Regions from separate parts of the Sus scrofa genome. Here region 2 is linked to region 1. The links are chromatin contacts, called in public HiChIP or PLAC-seq maps. All regions are on one chromosome and are shown on one strand. Each heading gives the region's core, a stretch centred on a gene start, on an enhancer-like site or on the middle of the called end of the contact. The rest is flanking DNA. Distances are from core to core; before and after follow the strand shown. Region 1 overlaps ARHGEF10L (rho guanine nucleotide exchange factor 10-like protein). Region 2 overlaps IGSF21 (immunoglobulin superfamily member 21).

The links. HiChIP or PLAC-seq counts read pairs in DNA pulled down with a chosen protein or histone mark.
Region 2: an H3K27ac HiChIP or PLAC-seq map of alveolar macrophages shows a contact between it and region 1. The contact joins two enhancer-like sites. A contact is called at or near these places in 1 of 47 Hi-C or Micro-C datasets (embryonic fibroblasts) and 1 of 2 datasets of contacts at active chromatin or transcription factors (alveolar macrophages).

Annotation. Positions count from the first base shown.
Region 1 is chr6:76,137,697-76,145,254 of Sscrofa11.1, forward strand. ARHGEF10L (rho guanine nucleotide exchange factor 10-like protein) reads left to right here. Exons shown (of 27, transcript XM_021095452.1): 5 at 2,025-2,116; 6 at 3,811-3,894; 7 at 7,523-7,558. Among named protein-coding and RNA genes, the nearest start is that of ARHGEF10L, 77 kb to the left of the region's middle. Within about 2 kb of position 4,000, at least 50 of the 83 cell types and tissues checked have an H3K27ac peak or open chromatin away from gene starts, as enhancers often do. A contact at or near this core is called in alveolar macrophages, where this site is marked.
Region 2 is chr6:76,886,070-76,893,783 of Sscrofa11.1, forward strand. All of the region lies in intron 3 of IGSF21 (immunoglobulin superfamily member 21), which reads left to right. Among named protein-coding and RNA genes, the nearest start is that of KLHDC7A, 130 kb to the right of the region's middle. Within about 2 kb of position 2,827, at least 9 of the 83 cell types and tissues checked have an H3K27ac peak or open chromatin away from gene starts, as enhancers often do. A contact at or near this core is called in alveolar macrophages, where this site is marked.

The sequences.
Region 1 (7,558 bases), core at 2,750-5,249:
CCAGGCTAGGGGTCTAATCAGAGCTGTAGTCGCTGGCCTATGCCAGAGCCACAGCAACTCAGGATCCCAGCTGCACCTGCAACCTAACACCACAGCTCATGGCAATGCCGGATCCTTAACCACTGAGCAAGGCCAGGAGTCGCACCGCAACCTCATGGTTCCTAGTCGGATTCGTTAACCACTGAGCCACGACAGGAACTCCTGTTTGAGCATTTCTGAGTGGCAGGACTCAAGCATCTTGACGACATCATGGCTCAGGGAAACGTGAAGAGGACTCAGGCAGCTCCCTCCTGGTCCAGACGAGCCCTCTTGGCCTTTACTTGCCGTTGATGGAAAGCCTTATCCCAGGACTGAAATGTGCCCCTCGCCCTCAGGTGGCATGGCTGACTTCTGGCAGTAAAACTGGAGCTGAGACTGGCTTCTCCGGTAGTGACAAGCACTTGACCTGTATGGGGGCCACCAGCCACACGTGGCTAGTTAAAATTAAATTACTTAAAATGAAATAAAATGAGAAATTAAGTTCCTTAGCCACCTGTTCCACTAGCCACCTTCCAAGTGCCCCATAGCGACACATGGCGCACTGGGCGGCACGGACTAGCAGGATTCCATTGTCACAGCCGTCCATGCTCTGTGACCTGAGATGCAATTGGAAGAGCCCAGCTTTGGGGCCCAAGAGCTGGCATCACCCTCCGGCTCTGCCACTCACAGATCGTGTGATCTTGGGCAGGTGCCTCTTCCCTGCCACCTGCCGAGCGGGAGGGATTCCAGGATCTGCCTGTCAGTGTTCCTGGGGAGGGGAGGCAGAGGGCCCTCACAGGGGGTGTTCCCCGCCCCCCTCTCCTCCCTCCGCTCTCCCTGGTTGTCATCTCCCCCCCCTCCTCCCCCTCCTCCAAGGGCTTGGGTGCTGGCAAGTTCAAGTCAATTCTTGGCAATGGTGGCTGCTGCCTTGGAGAGTTGAAGGCCTCTACCCTCTGGCTTGGCAGATGTGGCCTCTTTTTCTTTGAGTGGATTTTTAAAAGATCAAACAAAAAACCTTTTGCTTCGGGATAGTTTTAAGGTAGCACGGAGTTTCATATACCCCTCACCCCGTTTTCCCATTGTTAACATCTCACATGACCACAGGATGTTCGTCAAAACTCGGAAACCAGCACTAGTACATTGCCATCCTCGGAACTCCTGACCGTATCGGGATTGCTCCGGTTTTTCTGCTTATGTCCCTTTTCTGTGTGGGGTTCCCATCCAGGACCCACGTGGCATTCAGTTGTCATTTACTTTGCTCTGCCCTGTGACAGTTTCTAGACTTCTCTTGTGTTTCAGGATCTCGAGAGCATTGAGGAGTCATGGGCAGGGCTTTTATAGCTGTCCTGTAATCTGGGTTTGTTGGTGTCTTTCTCATGATGAGCCTGGCATTGTGGGTTTGGGGTAAGAATCCCACAGGGGTGAGCACCCTTCTTGCTGCATCACTCCAGGGGTACGTGATGCCCGTGTGATGTCACCGGCGATGCTCACGTGGCCACTCGGTGAAGGTGTGTCCACTCTTTGCCCCCTGCTTTCCCTTTGCTCCTCTGCTCCTGGGAAGCACATCTCTGAATCCAGCTTATCCTCGAGTGTGTGTGGGGAATAAGCTTGCCCTCCGGGCATGGTCTTGTGAGGCTCTATGGCCTGTTTCTCAGGCAGGAACCCCCAGCCCTGGCCTCCATTTTGCACATGGGATAATGGGGAGATGGCGAGTCCCGCTGAGTCTGCTCTGGAGAAGGGGTGCCCTTGCCTGGGGAGCCCCTGAGAATACGTTTGACCTTTATGCGCGTGTAAAGCAGCAGGCTGGCCTTACAGCCTCTTCTAAAGGTGAGGGAACCGAGAGAGAAGAGGCTTGTCCAAGGCCAGCCCAGACGTGGCCTCCTCAGCCCTCTGACCCATGGCCTCAGGGACCAGTGGCCCTGTCACCTGGTGAGGGGCTGCCTGTGGCTTCAAGGCATCAGCTGTCCTGTCCTCCCTGCTCACTGGGCCCGTTTCTTGGCCCACAGGGCGCCAGTTGTGCTGAGCAATGGGGAGGCCGTGGATGCAGCTTTCTCCGGGGTCCATCGCTCCAGCTGGAGGCGGAAGAGCTCCCGTCGCAGTGAGTGCCCAGACCCCAGGTCTCAGCCCCAGGAGGGTGGTGCCAGGATGGGGCCCAGAGCTGATGGGGGCTCATGCAAGCCAAGGGCTCGTCCTTGTTGCATGGCTGCTGTGGGCTTGGTGGCTGCTATGAGGTGACTCGGCCATTGCCCACCCTTGAGAGTGGCCCCCTTTGTCACTTGATGAGATCTGTGGCCCAGGAGTAGGTCATGCATTCAGCTGTTCCTCTGTCCCCTCAGTACTTCCGAAGGTGATCTGGTGGTGGGTGTACCCTGGTGACCAAGATGGGGTCCCTCTGGGAGCTAAACCAGACACACAGGCAGGCAGATACCACAGGTGCTGGGTTGGGGGGGATTAGGAGAGCCCAGGAGTCCTGAAGGCAGAGAGTGAAGGAGCAGGGGTCAGGGTGAGTGTGGCCAGGCTGAGGGGGAGCCTGTGCTGGAGCCCGAGGGCGAGGGGATGCCGGGCACATGGGAAGCAGCCAACCTGGGCGCGGTGGAGGGAGGGCCCAAGGGGTGAGCAGGCCAGGCGAGGCTGCCTTCTCCCCAGCTCCTCCTGGGGTGTGGGGGGCCTTGGAGGCTGCACTTTCCTGAAGGCAAAAGGGAGTCACGAGAGGCCCTAGGAAGCCATGAGAGCGCCATGCGGCCATGTGTGCATTTCAGTCCTGTCACTGTGGGATGGGGTGATGCTCTGAGACAGGTGGGTGGGCTGGAGGCTGACCAGGAGAGGGAGGCTGATGGCTGGAGCCAGGGACCTGGAGTGAGATGGGCAGGTTTCAGAGCCGTGTGGGAGGCAGAATCCATGGAGGGGTGGGGTGGGCAGGTGAGGAGATCTGACTGGGCTCTGGGGGCCCTGGGACCGTAGGAAGCAATGCAATTAGGACAGTGGGGACTTCAGAGTCTGGTCCTATGCAGGTGAGGACAGACTCCCATTGAGGGTGGGGACTGCTTTTCCAAACCCTACCTCTGCAGGGGCTCCATGCCCCTAAAGGGGGCAGAGATTGGGTGCACAATTTCGGAGCGGGGGGGGGGGGGAACAGCTCATTAAATGTTCCATCCCTGGAGCTGCTAACAGGGGCAGGCTGTGAGCTCTGCCCTGCTCCTAGCCTGCCCAGCAAAATGATAGGGGAGCCATGTGCTCATTTGCTGAATGTTTCACCAATCAGGACCCCGCTGGCTGAGTTCTGTGGGACACCCCTTCACCCCACTCTCCAAATCCTTTTCCCTACACCGGGACATTTCCTGTACTCCCTACAGCCATCTTGCCCTCCCCCACCTCTGGGTGGGTAGGAGCTGGCTCCTTCTGGGGTAGTCGTGGGGGCCTGGGCAATAGAAGAGGCTTCCGGGCCCCAGGGCACAAATGCTGGGTCTGCTTCATGCTCCCTGCAAGTGCCATCGGCCAGATGGGCCGGCCTGCGGGTGGCCGGGAGGCGGATGGAGTGTGCTTCGGTCACTGGGAGGGCGCCTTGGAGGGGCTGGAGGGCGAGAAGAGGCAGCGGAACCCGGTCCTCTGAGCGCAGTGGCAGGCCGGGGCTCCCCAGGGGCTGGGCTGCAGGATGCTGGCCCAGCTGAGCCGCGGGGATGCGGGCGGGAGGGAGCCGCCAGCTGGTGCAGTCCTGGTGTCACTCCGGCTGCCGCCTCCCGCCTGGGCCGCCAGAGCCGGGCTCGAGCTCTCCTCCTCTCCCTTCTCTCCCAGTCGAGAGGTTTACTTTCCCCGCCCTGGAGGAAGATGTGATTTACGACGACGTCCCCTGCGAGAACCTGGACGCTCATCAATCCGGTAAAGTCTCCTTCGGGCGTCCTTGTTTCTCTCCCGACGGACCGGGGGGCGGGGGGGCGGGGCCGGGGGAGGGTCTTTCCTTGCGCGTCTTCCGTGGCCCCACCCAGTCCATGGCCCCGCCTTCTTGCTTTAAAAAACCCCTGCGCTCTTCCCGGGAGCGTCGGGAGACCGCGGAGGGCGGGGCCGGGCTGGGGCTGGGGAGGGGTTAGGGCGTCCAGGGCAGGGGCACCCTGGGCTGTGGGTCCCCAGGCCACTCTTTCACGTCTCCGTCTCCATTCCTCCTGAAAATGGTTTAAGAGCCCCAGAGCTGTTGAGAAGGACAGTTTATTAAAGCTGACCGGTGAGGCCTGGGCCCTGCTCTGGGGCGAGGCCCGCGGTGAGCAGGGAGGGCGGGGAGGTGGTGGCCACAGAGGGGAACAGAGCCGGGGAGGGTGAGTCCTGCCGGAACTGGGCCCCACATACTCACCTGGCTGGAGGGGGGACTCTCCAGGGAGGAGGGCTAGTTCATGTCCCTTCACAGCCAGAGCCATCTTTGCTGGAACACCTTATGCCAGCTGCTCTTCATGTTTTGTCCCCAAACTTCGCTTAGAGTCTTACTTCCTTATTCTTGAGAGGAGGAAACTGTAGAGGGGGGATTCCAATCTGGGTCATTCTGAATCCAAGTCCAATGCTCTGTGCCCTACCCCCCAAAGGACTTGGGTGGCATTTTATGATGGATGAAGCACATTTGCTCCCCCTATTCAGTGACCCCGTGATGGGGCAGGGTTTATGGCTCCAGGTGACAGTCACATCAGAGAGGTTAAGCCACCAGCCCCACATCACACAGCCAGAACTGGAATAGACATTTGCCTGACTCTGCTTTTCCTACTATTCTGCCTGCCTTTAGGGGCTCCCCATCTAGAAGAGGAAACATCCCCTGCCTTTGAGGAGTTCTCAGTCTGACAGGGGCGACCAGGACCATCCTGGGGCAGCGTATAATCCAATGGGAGAGACACACAGACAACACGACTCCATCTGAGGGCCCACAGAGGGACACTCCTGATGTCTGTTCCAGGAACAGGGGTGGTGGGCCAGTGATACACGCATCTATCTGGCAAGCCCCGAATGGACCTGGGCCTGTTCCTGCTTGTAGCTCATGCAAATCCAGGAGAGTGGGAACGGGCGGCTGTATGCAGGTCCCAGAGCTGGTAGATCTGAGCAGCCTGAGGCTGTCATTTGACCCATTTGGGCTGTTCTCCCATCTGAATCAAATCAACCACTGAAGACTTGGCCACAGTCTGCACTGGGCACCATCGTGTCCTCAGGATGTGGGGTCTGGCATGTCCTGCAGTTTACTCTGAGGCAGACAAGAGCAGGTGGTCTGGGAGCCAGCTCTGCACCTACAATTTGAGGACCAGAACCCCTGCCCCAGGACCCCCCACTCTCAGAGCTGTGGGAGGATTGGGTCCCAGAGGCTGTGGCCGGCCCTCAGCAGGTGCACGGCACAAGGATGCTGTTGTTAGGAGTGTCATACCTGCCGGGGCCCAGCACTGACCTGTGCAGCCTGTGACGAGGTTTTCCGCCGAGATGCAGGCAGCATGGGCCAGTGGACACACACAGCCCTGGGTTCAAATCCTGGCTGCTGCTGATTCTCTGTGCTTTGGGCCTCGGTTTCTTCATGTGGAATCAGATTATCATTCTGACCTCATAGGCCTTTGGGGAGGATTGCACCAGAGGACTTCTGCTTAATCCCTCAGGCCTCAGTCAAGGCATCTGCCCAATTGGGCAATAATAGCTTTCTCCTTGGGGGTTGTGAGGACGCCAGGAGATGACTGATGTAGAGCATGGGCGGGCGATGGTAAGAGCTTTGAAAGGGGGCCGTGATCTTGAGCATTAGGGAAGCGCCAGGCCCCCAGGAGGCAGGGGAGGCAGAGGGCAGGGACCAGACTGCTCTGAGGCCCAAGAAAGCTGAAGAGTTGGCACCGACTCAGGAATCTGTGACCCTGTCTCCACTGGAGAGAGGAGCCCGGGGGATCAGGAGCATGGTGGAGCCTTCATCGAAGACAATGGATGGAGCCCCCTCCCTGCTCACTGCCTGACCTTGGGCCAACACCTGTCTTCCCTGGGCATCGTTTCCTCATTTGACTAATAGGAGAGGGTGATGATTTGCACCCTGCTGGCCCCAGAGGGCTGCTGGGAGAATCCGGCATGTAGATGTGGGTGGGCGGGGCCAATGCCCCTTGGAAGCCGGGAGAAGCAGATGCTGCTTGTAGTGTGGTTCTTCCTCGGGGGCAGCCCCAAACTGGGCTCCTGGGTCACGGGGCCTCCGCTGCAGGCATAGGACAATCAGCCCAGCCTTATAAAGGTTACAGCTTGGTCACCAGCTGCTCTGTTCCCTGGAGACGTTAGTCAGTATCATCTTTTGCTTAAAAATAACCTCGGGCTCCCTCCTAATTCTGGGATCCAAGCCTTCAGCTAAGCCCCGTGTGTCTGTTTTGCTCTTTGGCTGACAATCTTCCCAGACCTCTCCCCTACCCAGCTTCCTGTGCGGGGGAGGGGGAGGCTTTGGGTCAGCGTGGAGATACCCGAGCCCACCCAGAGCCCCCGCGAGTCAGGATCAGTTGCTCTTTGCTGAGCGCCTGCCATGTGCCAGGCTCCTTGCTAAAGTATATTTTATCTAACTCCACCTTTCGGCTTGTTATCATCCCCATTTTGCAGAGAGGCCTCTGATTGACCACAGCTCTCTGCTCTTCAGCATGTGTGGTTTCTGAGCAGATTTTTTTTTCTTAAATCCTTCCCAGTGCCGTATTTCTTCTGTGTTGACAAAAAAGCATTTTCACCTTCGTGCCCTTTTGGAGTCTGGCCTCACATTAGTGAGGCCTGCAGTTCAGTTTTTCTCCAGGTATCAGCCCAGGAAGTGCAGCCCAGGGGTCAAGGGGGTGCTGAGAGCATCCAGCGATAGAGCTGGAGCCCTGTCTTCTGGGCCTGGGGGAGCGTCTTTCCCACATCTGTCTGGAAGCAGGGTCTCAAACCCCACTTGACAAGGACCCCAAGAGTCCCTGGTCCTGGTGTCACCTGTCCCTTCAGGCCAGTGGACTATCAGGCCTCTGTCCCCCAGTTTTTGGTTCAAGGCATTTCCTGTATGGCCGGGGAAGAAAAGGGAACGCTCCAGGATGCTGGGCCCGGCGCGCCCCCTACTGGACCATCCTGGACCCTGACGGGAAACTCAGATTTGGGGTGAGGGATTGACTCATTCAATGGACCATCTCCATTTTACCCCTGAGGATGCTGAGGCCAGAGCTGAGCACCTGAGTCAGGACTTGTTCCTTGGTCTCGTTTTTTCCACTAAAAAATGCCAAAGAGGCCCAGAAAGAGCGCTCAGATCCCAGAAAAGTGATTCTGATAGTGGAGGAAGTTATGGAGCCTGTTGTGTGCCAGACACATTTCTTGAGCTTTTTCTGCATTTCCCACGTCCTCCCCTCTACAAGGTGGATGTCGTGTTCTCACTGCGTCCCTCTTTCGGAGGAGGAAGCGGAGCTGGAGGTCCACTCTGACCCACCCCCCTACGTGCCCGCTTGGGTTCCGAAATTGAGCCTGGTGGGCTTGGCCTCGGGGCCTCTGCTCACCAGCCCCGTCTCTTGGCCAGCAGGGGCGGAGAGGAACCTGCTCTACGAGGATGTGCACC
Region 2 (7,714 bases), core at 1,577-4,076, 750 kb after region 1:
CATTCGAAAGGGTGAATACCTGGAGTTCCCGCTGTGGCTCAGCGGTTAATGAACCCGACTAGTATTCATGAGGATGCAGGTTCCATCCCTGGCCTGGCTCAGTGGGTTCAGAATCCGGTGTGGCCGTGAGCTGTGGTGTAGGTTGCAGACGGGGCTTGGACCTGGCGTTCCTGTGGCTGTGGCGTAGGCTGGCGGCTACAGCTCTGATTCAATCCCTAGCCTGGGAACCTCCATATGCCATAAGTGAGGCCCTAAAAAGACAAAAAAAAGTGAATTCCCAGTGTTTGGGGTCTTGAGTGTTGTCAAGAGCAGCACCCACCCGATGGCTGCGTGTTCCTGGAACCTCCTGGTTCTTTCCCTTCCCCCACCCAGCCTCGGGGGAGGACCACAGCCCTACCCAATTCTCTCAAAAACCAGCAGAAGCGAGCCGCGTGATTGGAAGACAGATTAGACACCAATAGGAAAGGAGGCCATCAAAACGAAAGCACAGCCCAGCTAGGCCCAGCCTTAAGCACACACGTTCTGTGTCTTATCTCATTTAACCTTGGCAAAAGACTGGAGGAGAAGTGTATGACTCTCCCAGATTTTAGATGGGGAAACAGAGGCACAGAGCAGGAGAGTAACTTGCTCAGGATCCCGCAGCTACTCAGTGGAGGAGTCAGGCTTCAAAGCCAGGCTGGAGTTCCTGCTCTTCTTACCGCCAACACTGGCACCTGAAGCTCCCTGCAGGCACAGGTTGTGGGTCTGGAAGTTGTGTGGGGAAAGGTAACCTGTCCCGTGGAAGACCCTTCTCAGAGCCAGGGGCTGGGCGTCGTGTCTGGAGATGGCTCTTCCCAAACCAGGACTGCGGGTCACACCTCACGCAGCAATTGGCATTTCCTCGGGCGAGTGTGACTGTTCCATGATATCGCTCTGGACACAGGGAGAGCCCTTGGCCCTCCCTCCCAAACACAAGTGGTGGACAGTTGGTTTCTTCTTCATTCTCCCTTTCCCAGCACCACCACCAAGGACACAGCTCCTCTTTAGCTTGGCAGTTAGTGGAAGGAACAGATGGTAGAGGCTTGGGTTGAAAGGGTTGTGTTCGTGACCATTCACCAGGCTGCTGGACCACTGCTCACTTCTGCGGGCCCCGCTCTCACCGATCGTGTGTGTGTATGTGTGTGTGTGTGTGTGTGCGTGTGTTAAACAGGACTGTTTCTGTTTTGGCCTTGTTGAGAATCCCAGATGCTCAGTCCAGAAGCTTAAACCCAGTGGGGCTTGGAGTGGGGACTCACACAGGCAGGTGGCTGCCACTGCAAGTCCTCCATGGCGGGATCGACTCTGAGCATCTGATGGTCCCAGCTCTGCCCCCTCCTTACTCCTGCAGTTTTCCCTGTAAGTCCTGCCTCTCCGGGGGCCTCCCTGACAAACCAGGACTTACAGGTCAAAGACAGCAATGAAAAAGTTCTGATTAATTGATCTTGAAATTTTTTCTTGGCCATGCCCACAGCATACAGAAGTTCCTGGGCCAGGGATCAAACCCTAGCCACAGCAATAACAATGCCAAGTCCTTAACTGCTAGGCCACTAGGAAACTCTAAAATATTTTTAGTTAAAAAAAAAAAAAGCTTAAAATTAAATCAATGACAAACATTCAAAAGTTAGATTTTTACATACAGATCTTGATTTTTGGCTTCTCTTTAAAAAGCTCTGGTGTGACCCTTTTACTGGATATTCCCAAATTATATCAATTGCCTGCCATAAGTGGTGGCAGCATTTAAACAGGGAATGACCTGTCTATTCCCCATGGTCCATGCTACTCTGTTGTCCGAAACCATATCAGTTAGAATTTGTTTGAGCTACAAGCCAGAAAACTCAAAATAGCTGTCTGAAACTCGCTGAAAGTTTAGTTTTCTTTCTCCTAAGTGTCCCATGTAACAACTTTAGAGCATGTAGGGTGTTCCATGGTGGCAGGGACCTAAGCTCCTTCACTTTCGATGCTCTACTGTGTGTGACCTCCATTCTTAGGGTCACCTCAAAGTCTAAGAAGGCTGCTCCGGCTCCAGCCCTTGAGACTACATTCCAGCCAAGAGGAAGAAGGAAGGGGAAGGAGAAGGACACACCCCCTCCCTTTAAGGACCCTTCAGGAAGTTGTCGCAACACCTCTATTTACATTCCATGGGCCAGAATGTAGTCACATGGTCACCCCCCACCCTGCCAGCCCCCGCTGCAAGAGTGACTGCGAAATGTAGTCTTTCTTTTATGCAGCCTTGTGTGTAGCCATCAGGGTTTCCATCACTATGAAAAAAGAACAGCCATTGAACAGTTTAACTTTCTTACACAGACTGTAAATAAACCAGTAAAGAGGAGACCTTGTCTTTGACTCTGAGTTTCTGTTCCATCATGGGTCATTTACATACTGTTGCTCATCTCATAGCACTGTTTGGAGGAATTCTCAAGGAGATGACAGATGTTAATGGTCTGTCTCCCTGAGCTAGCACATCAGCTCCATGAGCACAGCGATTTTGTCTGTACTGTTCACGGCTGTAGCCCCAGCACCTAGGACAGGCCCTGACACATAGTAGGTGCTCAGTAGAAATAGATGGAAGGAATGAATGGACAGATATTCCTTAAATGTCTTCTATGTGTGAGACACTGTGTGGGGTGTGAGACAGAGCAGGGAACAAGATGACTTCCAGTTTTCATATCCCCATGGCATCGAGCCCAAAGCCGAACACACTAAGATAAATTCCTATTACCTTGGATGGGATCTCAGTGCCAGCGAGAGTCCAGGCGTTTTAATTTTGTTTTGACAAAGAGGCTGATGGGAGAGGCTGGCTGGCTCCTCCGTCTCCCATCTGCCGGCGGCCCCCCGGGCGCCCCCGCCTGACCTTCCCCCCCTCCCAGCCCTATGTCGCTCAGGACACTAAAACATAATTGGCCTGCCCTACTTTTGAAGAGAACCCAGATTGAAGGATTGGGTTTTTCGGTGGGCTGACCTGTTTAAGAGCCTTAAGAGGAAGCTGGGAGTTTCAATTTTTTCCACTGCCACAGCAAGGCTGTTTTTAGCTCAGCTTTGATGAAACAGCGGGAATCAGGTTCCGCCCCGGGTCACCCATCAGCTGACCTGGTTGGGAAAGGCCTCCCGAGGGGCCCCAGGACCAGCTGTAGGTTTGCGAGGAAAAGGAAGGTTTGCTTTGCTCAACCCGGGTAATTGGTCCTGCTCAGAAGCAACCCTGGGACCATCCCTAAGGAGAGCGAGCGCTGGGCTGGGCTCAGAGGTTTGGTCTTCTTGATGGGCTCCCGCAGCCTGGGAGACCCGTGTCTCCATCCCAGCTCTTTCGGGCATTAGCTTCGTGACCTTAGACAAATTGCTTGGCCTCTCTGGGCCTCAGTTTCCTAATCTGTTCAATGAGATTCGTCATTTTGATCTCGCCAGGCGACTGCAGGTGCAAGTGACAGAACGTCGGCCGACTGCCGGGTCCATCCCGGACTTCGAGGCTCCTTCCACTGTCTCCCTGCAGGAAGCCAGGCAGATTGACAGCCACACTGGAGGGGGCAGGCTGGCTCCAGCCCCGGCAGGCAAGGCTCTCCGAATTGCAATGCTTTGGCAGGCCATCTGCTTTTCCAAGGGTCAAGAACCATTTCTTTGAGCCTCTTTTCTGATCCTTTTGTCAAACTGTGGTTGAAGAGATTGGCCTCTGGGCCGCTATGGTCCCGTATTAAAGAGACTCGTGTGATGGATTCTTGCTGGAGTTTGCTTCCAGGAAAGACGTGGTCCCTGTAGACAAAGGGATCTGGTCTTGGTGGCCAGAAGGCACAGCCCGGGCCATGCACCCAGGGGCCATGCTGCCGCCCTCAGCTGGCAGGAGGCCCGGAGCAGAAATCATTGCTCAGAGCCTTAGAACTGCTCTTTCTGCTTCCTCTTTACGACTCTTCAGTCTGGGAGTGTTTCTATTCCACCACAGGCCGCTAACCAGGCTACAGCCTTACAGAAGCCTGGGCCACTCCCACCTAGAAAGGCAATGAGGAGTTCCCATCATGGCTCAGTGGAAACGAATCTGACTAGTATCCATAAGGACACGGGTTCAGTCCCTGGCCTTGCTCAGTGGGTTGAAGATCTGGCGTTGCCATGAGCTGTGGGTGTAGGTCACAGACACACCTTGGATCTGGCGTTGCTGTGGCTCTGGTGTAGGTTGGCAGCTGTAGCTCCGATTGGACCCCTAGCCTGAGAACTTCCATATGCCGCAGGTATGGCCAAAAAAAAAAGCAAAGAGCCTGGGGGTTCAATGAGCCTGCCAGGTTACAAGCCCCCGCGACAACATCCTCTGGCTGAGCGTCCATCAAGTTCTAAACATCCCTGAACCTCAGTTTCCTCATCTGTGAAACTGGGTTGTTAATATTAAGACCTACCTCATGAGGTTGTTGTGAAGACTGATCTTTGCTGATGGGGAACCCAAGGCACGGATAGGAAAGGACTTTTTCCAGGTCACTCGACTACAGCATGGTAAAGCTGGGAGTATCCAACACAGAGGAAGTGCTGGTATTATTACTCTTATTGTTCTTATTCCAGGGGGCTTCTGTGAGGGTTGAAAGAGATCTGTGTCCCAGTTGCCTCCCACCGGGTCTTGCACACAGTAGGTGTCCAATGAACCATTGCCATGCAGAGATGCACAAGGCATGCATTGTCCCCTAGCATCTCTTGGTCCAGTGGTCTGGCTCTAGCCTTGCACACAGTAAGGGCACAGCTGTGTTCGTTGAACAAGATCAGAGGGGTCACTGGTGCTAGGGAGTGCGGGGAACTCTGGGATGGCCATCGTCCACGCCTTTTCTCTCCTGCTGAAGGCCGGCTTGGTTCCAATGGACTTGGGATCTTCCCAATGCCAGCTCTCACCCACTGCCAAGTACAGAGGCAAAGACAGAGAGGCAGAGATTCTTGTTAGAAAATCAAAGCACCTGTAGGGATAGAAAGGAGGCAGCAGGCACAGCCCTGCACCCTCAGCCTTTCTGCCTCGCTTCTAGTTGGCTCACTGCCTAGCTTCCTTTGTCCCAGTTCCCTTTGGCCCGCTGCCTGGTTTCTAGTTCCCCTCCACCCAGTGTTTTTCTCTGTGGGACACACGGCCCATTCCTTGGGGCCTGGGCCTGGGATGGCTGGGCCTGGGATGGCCTGGGGTAGAGACGGGGTAGTGGACCGTCCTGACCCTTGGCCCCTCCCGCCCCTGCCCACCTCCCAGCCCAGACCAAGTTGAGCAGGCCAACCATGAGGGGCTAAATGGATCAATCAGGATGTGGAGGAGAAAGTGGTTTCCATGGCAGCAGCGAGAGGCTAGAGAAGAGAGGCTGGGAGAGGAAGGGAAGGGGGAGAGAGGGGGAGGGGTCCCCAGTGGGAGCTGGGGGGACAGGGAAGCAGCCGGCCAGGGGGGCAGGAGAATGGGGTTGACCGAGAGAGGAAGGGGTGGGGCTGGTATTCTGGGCCTGAGGCTCAAGGTAGCAGTCAAACAGGGTGGGGCAGGCCAGTGACCCCCGCCCTTCCACCAACCAAGCATCAGGAGGCCAGAGCATCGGGGCCAGTGATCCTAAATGTCCTCAGCTGGCCTCCCAGTTACTAACTTCTGGGCTTGGGTCATCTAGAGACCCTGGGTGAGCCTGTGTTTGTTTTCTCAGAAATTCATCTTTGGAAGATAAAGTCTGATTTCCAAGGGGGGTTTTCCCACCCTGGAAGCAGGTCACTTCCAGTTTGCACACGGGGAATCCCGGCTGCGGTCTGGAGCACCCCCCTGGGCAGGAATGAGGGGGTGATCTTCCTCAGTGAGCTTGTTTGAAAAAAGGGCTCCCTATAGACCAGACGCCCAAGCCAAGGTCCCGAGAGGCAAGGGGCCTGCCTGAGATCCCAGGGTCCTAGGAGGCTGGGCTCCTTCTGGATGAGCCTCCCCCCTCCCCAGCACCTTCCCAGCCAGCACAAAAGTGAGGTGAAGTCCAGGGAGCGGCAGCAGGTAATTGCCCCTGATTGTACCACCCTGCTGCCCATGGGCCGGAATTGCCAGTCCACAAAGCTGGGGCCAGGAAGACGTGCTTCTGAGGCTCCCTGGCTGGGGGAAGAGAAGACCAAAGGCAGGGGTGGGGGGATTTGCTGATGGAAAAGGTGCTGGCATGTTCTGGAACTTTAGCAACCCTTCTTCATCATCCCCGCCCCCTCCCCCAACGACCAGCTTGGGCTGTTTGATTGGAAAAGCCACAGATGCTTTGCACCCACGGAGTGGTTTTATGATGGAACCATTAGCAGGTTGAAAAGAGGGGATGAAAATCACGCTAATGGCTTTTTAAAGGCCCTGGAGAAAAAAAAAGTTCTGACGGTTTCTGGAAAGAAAGGGGAAAACACACAAGGAAGAAGGTGGGAAAAAACCTCAGCACTGGAGGCGGGGCTCCGCTCTCAGGTCCCAGAGCTTCTGCCTGCCCGGCCCCCACCCAGAGCTTCCTCACCTTCTGCTGGTCCGCGGGCGCCCCCTGCCCCATTCCAGGCAGCCTGCTCACCTCTGTTCAAACATGGTGCTGTTCAAACATCCTCAGGTAAAGCCCTCAGGTAGCCTAATCCTCAGGTTAGACTGGTCAGACCCTCGCCTGGCCCCCTAACCAGCAGGTGGCCGTCTGGAAGGGTGGTGGCGTCCCAGCCCCATGGAGCCATTCTGAACACTGGGACACGTCCTTCTGCTTGACTCAGGGCGGGGCAGAAGTGGGACTCAAACTCTCCAGCTTTGTGTGGTGAAATGCGGCACAGATTTTCCTGGCTCCACGAGACCCCCCCCCCCCTCGTTGAGACTCCACTCGTGGCGATCACTCCCACACTGTATCCCCCTCCCATGCCCATCCTGCATGAGGGGGCTCTGTAACACCATCACCAGTCCCCAAGCCACCCTGCAGGGGGCCAGCAGAGTCTCTTGGGCAGAGCCTCCTCTGTGTCACCTGCCTTGCCTCTCCGTTCTTGCTCTGCTATGACTGCCATCTGACCTGGGGCCAGTCACTTCCCTCTCTCTCTCTCTCTCCCTCTCCTCTCTCTCCTTTGCTCATTTGTTAAATGGAAGGTGACCAACATCCTGATTTGCATGGAGCTGAAGGGTTCCTGGGACTTGGAACCTTCAGCTAGAAAACCAGGAAAGTCTCAGACAAACCAGGACCATCTGGTCCACCAAGCTGGCCTGGGAGAGCCGATGTTAAAGGAGCAAAACTCTTAGCCTCCTCCACGAACCCCTGTGCACATAGGACAGATCCAGTAGCTCAAGGGCATTTCCTTCCTCCACCACCATCTCCACTTGGTGCAGTCCCCATGGCTGCCCAGGGAAACATCTCTCCCATCTGCCCCTGGAAAGGGCTTGCTGGGGGAGAAAACCCAGGGACTGGCCCAAAGGAGGTGAGGGAATCCATTCTAATCCATGGGGATTGAGACTTCTTTTCACAGGCAGCTTCTCCAGCAGTGTATTAGCAAGGACAGGCTCAGGTCTTACCATTTCGGGTGACTTTAGTTCCACACCAAGGGGGATGAGACCAATGGCCCTGGATCTAAGTCTAGGCTGTGGATCCCACTTTCTGGGCTGATCTGGAGGGTAGACTTGCTGCCAGGGGGTCAGGAAAGATGGAGACCCCCCACCACCTCTTTCAGAAGCTGGGGGACAGGGAGCAGGGGCAGGGGTGGTCCAGGAGGGCAGAGTGAGAGTCAGCCTCAAGTCAGTGTAGAGTGACAG